Regions from separate parts of the Astyanax mexicanus genome. Here region 1 is linked to region 2. A link is a contact called in public Hi-C data. All regions are on one chromosome and are shown on one strand. Each heading gives the region's core, a stretch centred on a gene start, on an enhancer-like site or on the middle of the called end of the contact. The rest is flanking DNA. Distances are from core to core; before and after follow the strand shown.

Evidence for each region. A called contact is a pair of places that touch in the nucleus more often than the background predicts.
Region 1: a contact with region 2 is called in a Hi-C map of muscle, with 20 times the contacts expected there. The contact joins the promoter of ddx3xa here to the enhancer-like site in region 2. A contact is called at or near these places in 3 of 3 Hi-C or Micro-C datasets (blood and muscle).

The regions. Positions count from the first base shown.
Region 1 is chr11:5,902,571-5,906,892 of AstMex3_surface, forward strand. ddx3xa (DEAD-box helicase 3 X-linked a) reads right to left here and starts at 1,268. Exons shown (of 21, transcript XM_049485161.1): 1 at 888-1,268. The coding sequence starts at 932. rpl8 (ribosomal protein L8) reads left to right here and starts at 4,089. Exons shown (of 6, transcript XM_007227850.4): 1 at 4,089-4,209.
Region 2 is chr11:5,851,952-5,856,433 of AstMex3_surface, forward strand. caska (calcium/calmodulin-dependent serine protein kinase a) reads left to right here. Exons shown (of 26, transcript XM_049485159.1): 20 at 1,175-1,371; 21 at 2,142-2,257. Among protein-coding and RNA genes, the nearest start is that of nyx, 29 kb to the right of the region's middle. Within about 2 kb of position 2,985, the one cell type or tissue checked has an H3K27ac peak away from gene starts, as active enhancers do.

The DNA of each region.
Region 1 (4,322 bases), core at 18-2,517, 49 kb after region 2:
TAGCTTATCTAATGAAAATTGTTTTAGCTAGATAAACAGATAAGACACATACATAGATAAGATACTTTATTGATCCCGAAGGAAATTAAAGCAACTAGTAGCTTAACCCTCTATTGCATGAACAGTATATTTAGGAAGGAAACAAAATAGCACCACTATTTGGAATTTTTTTTATATTAACCACCCCTGCTTTATATTGTTGTCCCTTACAAACGTGATCTACGTGGTTAATGTTAAAAGAACGTAAGAATATTGTAAGAATATAAACAAACAGAAATATCATAACATACATCAAAAATAAGGTATGGGATGGGGTGGTGTAATAATATCATGCCATAGAGCGTTAAAAAACACAATTAAACTAGATAGTTAGGTTAGTATTTAGCTAACTAAATAGATAACAGCTACCATCAAGGAACGAATACACAGGAATGGTTGGATATGAGTTGATATATGCACATATAGCTATAAAGGGTAGCTATAAAACTATGATACAATCTAGAACAGTGCAGTAGGTTAGCTAACATAGATGGTGCAGTCAGTCATTAAACAATAAACACCTTTTATATAGCTATAACTACAACTATAGCTGGGAGAATCTGACACGATGCTGATGTTGAAATATCATAGCTAAGTAGGTTAACTAGCTAACTACCTAACGTTACTGTTTGTTTTGTTTTTAGGCAGATTTACCTAACGTTAAATGGTTAGGTTATATAGCTAACTTCACTATGTTATGGTCGCACGTTTTGACAGAGTAGCACAATTTGACAGAACACCGACAAGGCTGCAGACAGCCGATAGAGAATCCTGCTGAAATAAAGTGCAAAATTAGCGAGTAACTGAATAATCTACAGCCGCTACACGACGTTCATGACCCCGCTTACCTGCTGATCTAGACCGTGTGAGCTGTCGACGACCACATGACTCATAACTAAAGAAAATGAGTGGGGATTTCTCCTTCTGACACAAGACTTTCTTTGTTAGCAGGTCAGCTAACCTAAAGATAGCGCAGGGATTACAGCCAAGTCTCCTTTAGAAACGACGTCACTCGTCCTCTTCTCTTCGTTTATTCCACAACGAATGCGCAAAAACCGAGCCCAGCGCCTTTACTCAATTCCTCTAATACGAATTTATTACGTACAGCCTCGGTTATCAATAATAACGACGGTTATAATAATAAAACCCGAGCCCGAAGTTTATCGGCGCGGCAGGTTTTTAACTGTAACCGGCTCGTTTGTCCACCAGCGGCGCCTCGCGACGTTCTGTTCTCGGAACACAAGCACCGCGAGATTTCATTGGCTGCTGCAGCAGCACACGGATATATAGAAATATCGCGAGAGGAACTCTACCCAGCAACAGAGCTGTGTGAGAGCTGTGTAAACAGAAATACTAATTAAAGTGGCAGTACATATTATTTTGTTTCTAAACTAAAAGCAGAAGCATTTCTGAGTGTAGAAGGGACAAAATATTGTGTTTAAATGTACCAGTGTGTTGGAACGACCATCCCTGCTAAGCCTAATATATTCATTCTAAAAACGGTGGTGTTGGGTCGCTTTTTGCGGTTTTTGAGTTCTTCTGGCACAGTCACTCCACTCATCTTTACGTCTTACGTCACATGTTCAGCCTCTAAAAGAGGATCCGGCTCAGTTTTACTGAACGCGAGCGGCTGGTGGAGCAATGGAGACTTCAGAAGGGGAAACCCAGAGCTCAGTAGCTTGTTCATTTACACTGACAAAACTAACATCCATATATAAAACTGTAACTCTCTTACATCTTCTGAAGACACTTCCCTCAGCATTTTCTGACTGAACATAACCTGGAATCGGATTCATTCACTCTGAAAGGAGACAGCATCACACCCACTCAGTTTAAAATGATTCTTCCGCATGCTCGGTGCAATTACGCATTCTCACCAGAGAGGGCACTAAATCCCCCAAATCCCAAAACTTACAGACTTCAGCTTTAAATACAGTTTAATAATATACAACTTTATATATATTTTAAACACAATCCCTATACACACACAGCACGAGGAGCTGCTGTACTTATTATGATTACTAACAGTGATATTTCATCATATCCACACTTAGATTAATAACAAGATTCCTGAAGGATATACAGCTCTGGACAAAAAAATAAGAGACCACTTCATTTTCTGAACCAGTTTCTCTGATTTTGTTATTTATTGGTATATGTTTAAGTAAAATGAGCATGTATTGTTTGTTTTATATTCTTATAGCTTGTACCATGTTCTTATAGTGTATAAATATGTATTAAATAATACAAAAATAATTATATACAGTACCTTCTCATTTAATCTTTTTATTTTTTTCCCTATAAAGTGATCCAGACTATAAAGAAAAAATATATTTTTAAATCTAATGGGTTTTGCATAGAGAGACCAAACACAGGTTGAAAAAATGAAAACAGATGAATTTGGTAAATCATAATCCAGCAGTGCCCTCTACTGTCCAGTCTTTACACTACACTACACTGTTTCAATGCCATCCCAGCCCACTGAGAATATATATATATATATATATATATATATATATATATATATATATATATATATATATATATATATATATTAAGACTTTAAGACTTTAGAGATATTTTTAAAGTTACAATAAAACAAATGTTTGCATTTTCATATACTTTAACTTGAACGTCAGATCACTCTACATTTAAAAATATATATAATCTTAACTTGAAGTTAAGATTCTTAATTTAAATAATAATTTGATTAGAAACAGAAACATAATATCTGCACAAAAACTATTCCTTTTGTGTCCATAAAATGTGAAAACTGTGATTTCTGTCATTATAAAAAATGCCTTGCAACCGACACAGTCTCACTTGAATGACGTGATGTTATGAAGGTCTCTGTATCTGATTCAAAAGGAAACCGTACATTCTGGTGCTGCCAAGGTTTAACTGTGTTTTCATTCACAGTTAGAATTTCACCCAAAAAAAAATGGAAGGCCAGATTACAGTTGTTTTACAGTGGCTTCCTGTCTCAAAATCCTGTCTGCGTAGGCAGCATTACACTAGGGAGTGTTCATCAGCTTTTAGTAAAAATCTGAGGCGGAATGACATCTTTAACAGAAAATACTTTTTATTGGTACTTTTGGCAGTGTGGGCAGTGTGCCAAGTCCTGCTGGAAGCAGAGGAAAGCATGAAGTGCTGTAAAACACTGCACTGACTTTCGACTTAATATAATACAGTGGATCAACACTAGCAGATGACATGTCTCTCCAAACAATCACTGATCATCAGTAAATGTTGCATTTTATTTGGAAATAAAGGGAGCAGAGTCTGGAGCAAGAGCGGAGAGACACACAGTCCAAGCTGCTTGAGGTTTAGGGTGAAGTTTTCACAATCAGTGATGGTTTGGAGAGACATGTCATCTGCTGGTGTTGATCCACTGTGTTTTATTATCAAGTCTAAAGTCAGTGCAGTGTTTTTTCTGGAAAATCTTACAGCACTTCATGCTTCCCTTTGCTGACAATCTTTATGCAGGTGTGGATTTTATTTTTCAGCAGGACTTGGCACACTGCCCACACTGTCAAAAGTACGATTGGTCTTATATAATATTCAAATTTTCTGAGATACTGATTTTTGGGTTTTCATTGGCTGTAAGCCATAATCATCAACAACAAAAGAAATAAACACTTAAAATAGATCGTGTGTGTAACACATTGAGATTAATATATAGAGAGTTTAACATTTTAAACTACTTACAAGGTTATTCCTGTTACAGAGTTGGGATGCGTTGTAGTGTTAGGAGTCTAGCCCAAGGACTTTTATTGATGTAGTAAAGCATTGTCACCCAGACCGGGAATTGAACTTCAGTCTCTCATATGATGTGGTAGCTCATAAGCAGGCGGTGGTGTTATCCACTGTGCCACACCAACCACACTGAATTACAGAAATAAAGTAGATTTTTAATGATATTCTATTTTTTAAGATGCACTGGTGCAAGCTCAGTGGAGCTGTAAAGTGGATGGTGCATGTGAAGAAGAAGGAGGAGGTGGAGAGATTAAACCCCCTCTCAGGTGGAGGTGGTGTATGTGTATATATATGAGGGAGGCCGCTGAGAGGCGCTGTGGTCACTCCTCCTCCTCCTCTTTCTTTTTCTCTTCGTCTCCGGAAGAAATTCTCTCTCTCCCCGCTGCGCTTCCTTTTCCCCTCAGCGGAGTTTAGGTAAGAGCGCTGTTTTTCTGTCTCTCCGCTTCATCTGCGTTAAATCACTTCTTTATTTTAGCCATCCGCTCCTAAAATCACCTTTTAAACGTTAAGGAGACGTTTATACCCCA
Region 2 (4,482 bases), core at 1,735-4,234:
GGCTCTAGACCCCTTTGCTTTACATGCTGTACTTTCTACAATATAACCTCTGAAAAAAGATGTTGAGAGCCATGTGTCCAGCAGATGGCGCAGTTGGCCTCACCAGTACTGGTGTAACTGCGTCACACTCTGGTGCTAAGCATCAAAACAATGATGGTGGACAAAGTCACTGCTCAGAACTTCTCCAAACACTGGGTGCACCCAATCCTCACTCACTGATTTATCAAGTCTTACTGATAATATAACATTGACATCATATTATCATCTTTATTTATGCCTTTATCACTGTAGCAGCTTTATATTTAAAGCATCAGATCACATCTGAGGCCTAAAAACAAGTGTAAAAGAAGAGCCACCCACCCAGTCAGAAGCATTAACTAACACAGATTAAAATCCTCACACTATGTAATTAAAGAGTCTATTATCTGCTAAATGTTGGCATGCATTTAGCTTTTACAGTTGGCACGCCTGATTTTTTTTTCCAGAAAATTAAGTATTTCTCCCAGAAAAGTATTGCAATTACATGTTTTGTTGTACACATATTTATTCTCTTTGTTTGTATTGAAACAACATAAAATAAGTGAAATCACCATTATCAAGGTTCTTTTACCTCTTGACTGGAATAGTAACACAAAAGTAACGCAATAGTTACTTTTACTGGTAACTAGTTACTTTTATAGTGGAGAAACTCAGTTTGTAACTCAGTTACTTTTTTAGAGAAGTAACTAGTAACTATAACTAATTACTCTTTCAAAGTAGCGTGCCCAACACTGTTTATTAGTGCTTCTTATCCATCATCCTGCTTTGCTACCTTTCATTTTTTTTTTTCCATTCATTCCCAAGGAGGTTGTCTACAGTGTCGTGGGTTATAAACTTCTTAATTGTGTTGGGCACTGTGAATAAAGAAACATCAAGATATCTGTAGATGATATCATTCTCCAGCCAGGATATAAGTATTTGCAGGATTAAGTAGGAAAAACATCCATTTAGGCTAATTTCTTTGGTAAAAATAAGCTCTTCTTGTACCTCCTTGTACCTCCTCTTGCACATTTACACACACAATTCAATTCAACTCATCAGAAAATCCCTTTCTGCTGATTACCACTTAAAGTCATCTTACCTTTGCTATGGAGAACCATGGGATCTTGACCCTTTTTCGATTTCTTTTCTTCAGATATATGTGCGGGCACAGTTTGAGTACGATCCAGCCAAAGATGAACTCATCCCCTGTAAAGAAGCAGGAATTCACTTCAGAGTGGGGGACATCATCCAGATCATCAACAAGGACGACCATAACTGGTGGCAGGGCAAGCTGGAGAACACAAAGAACGGCACAGCCGGACTCATTCCCTCACCTGAGCTGCAGGAGTGGTGAGTTTATCAACATACAAAGCAGCCATGAATGTGCTGAATGTGATCCGTACAAATACACATAATAAGACACAGATTAAATAGATAAAAAGACACAATAGAAAGACACAACATGAACAAAAAAAATCTAAATTAGAATTTGTGTGAGACTTAATTTATAGCCTCCATCACATATATAAGAAAAAAGCTACCCATCTAAGATGCATGCAGGGGTTTTTCCCTGAGTTTATAATGATGATGTTGAAGTTGTTGTGTGCATTTTAAGCTCATTATTAGAGTTTCTGCTCTTGCAGATCAGCGGGCCAGGCTACGACTGCAGTCACTGATGCTTAAAATCCTCACTATTTACAGGCTGTTTTGTCTGAATTCCATTTGCGTAGGATTCCTGTTACTTTGCCCTAAGATAACAATCATTTTTTATTTAGTGTGGGCAGTGAGCCAATCCCTCAGCATCCCCTATAGCTCCTGTGAATATAAATGGATCAATATCTAGATTCAGTGGCATGCAAGAGCCTGGGCAGACCAATCAATATTTCTGTTACTGTGAAGAGCTGAGTAAAAAATGAACTGATGTCCAAAAGGCATAGAATTAAAGAATTTTGTTTCGTATTTGAGTGTAAAAAAGGTCACAGAAAAAAGTGCTTGTTGAGAATTTTGAGAAAATTGCTCATAAGTTATTTATCTTATCTCTAAAGTTACAATACAAAACAAAATTAGCAAAAATGGGTTAAAAATGTTAATCTAAAACTTCTTTCCTGTCTCATTCAAAGGCGGGTGGCCTGTATGGCCATGGAGAAAACGAAGCAGGAGCAGCAGGCCAGCTGCACTTGGTTTGGCAAGAAGAAGAAGCAGTACAAAGACAAGTATCTAGCGAAGCACAACGCAGGTAAAGTCTGCACTTTCTCTCTGTGACTCTCTCATGACTTTATTCCCTTTATTTACTGGGACTTATAGTATATGAAGTTCTTTTCAGCTCAGTAGGCTAAATTACATTTGTGCAAATATGAGGCTGTGCAGAAAGTCTGCAGGGGATTATTTAAACAGTCTGCTCTTTGTTTTCAGTGCTGATCTGAGAGCAGTACTTTTAAATACTTTTAAACCGTTGTTTTTTAGTCTGAATGGAATAAATGCAGCACATCATTATTTATCAGGACTGTGTTCAGCATTATTCCTGCCAGCAGATTCCTTATTCCTTGTACAGTGGGTGGGGCAACAGTTGTTCAGTGCATGTGCAAAGACGTGAAACGGCTTACTGTAGTTGAAAATTGATTTCAGTGGTGCCATCTTGAAAACTGCGACCCTGTAAAAAACTATAAAACAGGACACATTCATGTGTTAATTGATATTTAAGTACAAATGTTATACTGATTGTATATCACATTATATACATTATTAACTTCATTAACTTCATGGTTAATGTTGCACAGTGTCTAAATCCCTGTTTAAAAATCACTTTTGCAGTATCTTGTCTATTGAACGGTTCTTTTTGTGAACAGAGCCCTTTTTTAACAAGGAGTCAACAAAGAAATAAAGTTCTCAGGCTTCACTCGACCCAGAACCCTGTCTGCAGCCCTTCCACAAATAGCAGGGAGCCCTGCGGTCAGCACGTGGCCAAACAGGCGTGTGCGTGACCGCACTCTCTGACAGCGCAGCCGCCCTTAAAGAGCGCACCAGCAGCAGTCAGCACTTTCTGCCTGTGAGGGCCTCATTTCAGCCTCACAGCCCAACTGTGAATCGCAGCCGAATTAGAGCTAATGTGCACACCTGCACACACCACAAATACCACACTGCTCTCTGTGCTCTTTGTGTGTGTGTGTGTGTGTGTGTGTGTGTGTGTGTGTGTTTCTCAGGAGGACAGTGTGGTGTGTAGGCGAGGCTGCTGTTTTCCAAAAAGCATTAGTGGCTAATAGGTTTCAGGTGTCAGGAGAGATAGTGCGAGAGAGAGAGAGAGAGAGAGAGAGAGAGAGTGGGAGAGAGAGATAGAGAGAGAGACAGAGAGAGAGAAAGAGAGAGAGAGAGAGAGACAGAGAGAGAAATAGACAGGGAAATAAACACAGCAAGACAGAGAAAAACTGAAAACAAACCAGTAAAGAAATAGGACAGAGACATTTTTATATAAAAGGAAGAAATAGAAAATTAGACAAAACCTTTCAGGCTCCACGCATCAATTTTATAAAAGAAAATTAAGATCTGGTTGATGTCTGAACCAAGACATTAAACATTGTACAAACATTAAATTATGACTGGAAAAAAATGATACATCGAAAAAATATCATTGGGTTGACATTAAGCTTTAAATTTAGACAGATGTTGAATTTTGATCTCGTAATTGCATGACATAATGTCATTAAGAATGAGAAAATTAAAGAAAGAAAAGAAAATTAAATAACCTTAACAACATTTACACTCGCTTAAAGCAATAGTCTGTAAGTTTTAAGGATTTGGGGATTTAGAGACCTCTCTGGTGAGAATGTGTAATTGCAGGGAGCATCTGAAAGAGTACTTTTAAAACATTATGTTTTTGAGCTGTGTTTCAGCTCCCTTTAAATGTTGCACTTCAATAGAATATTTGTACCACACCATTTACCACACCTCAGTACAGGAATACTTCTGCTTTCATTTTAAAAGGAAACATCCCATGGGCTCATGCTGTTTTAAAGGGAAATGTTGTTTTTCATCAGTCCATTAACACTGACACATATTTTACTGATTGAGGCTCTGGTCACTAATTCTCTCCAGCAGTGAGTCATGTCATGAACCTGCAGGCTTACAGCAGAGGTTAGTGGGTCAGGATGGCAAAAATAAAAAACTACCTGAGTACTAGTGCTAATAGTGAAGTACTGAAAAACACTGAGATAATGGGGACAGAATCCCTCAAAACAGCCATATCAGTTGGTTTATCACTTCTTCAGAAAGTCTGTCACCTTCTGACAAGCTGACAACCACTGTCAGTCTGAGGGCTTTTTTTAGAGTGTCCTCATGGGGTGTACTTTTTGTGTGTACTTATGCCCCATTAACCTCCATTGTTAGCTTCCTGGGGAGACTCACTGTTGCAGAAAATATCATCGAAATGTCGAGTGTCAGGTACAAAAAAATGCAATATATATTTTA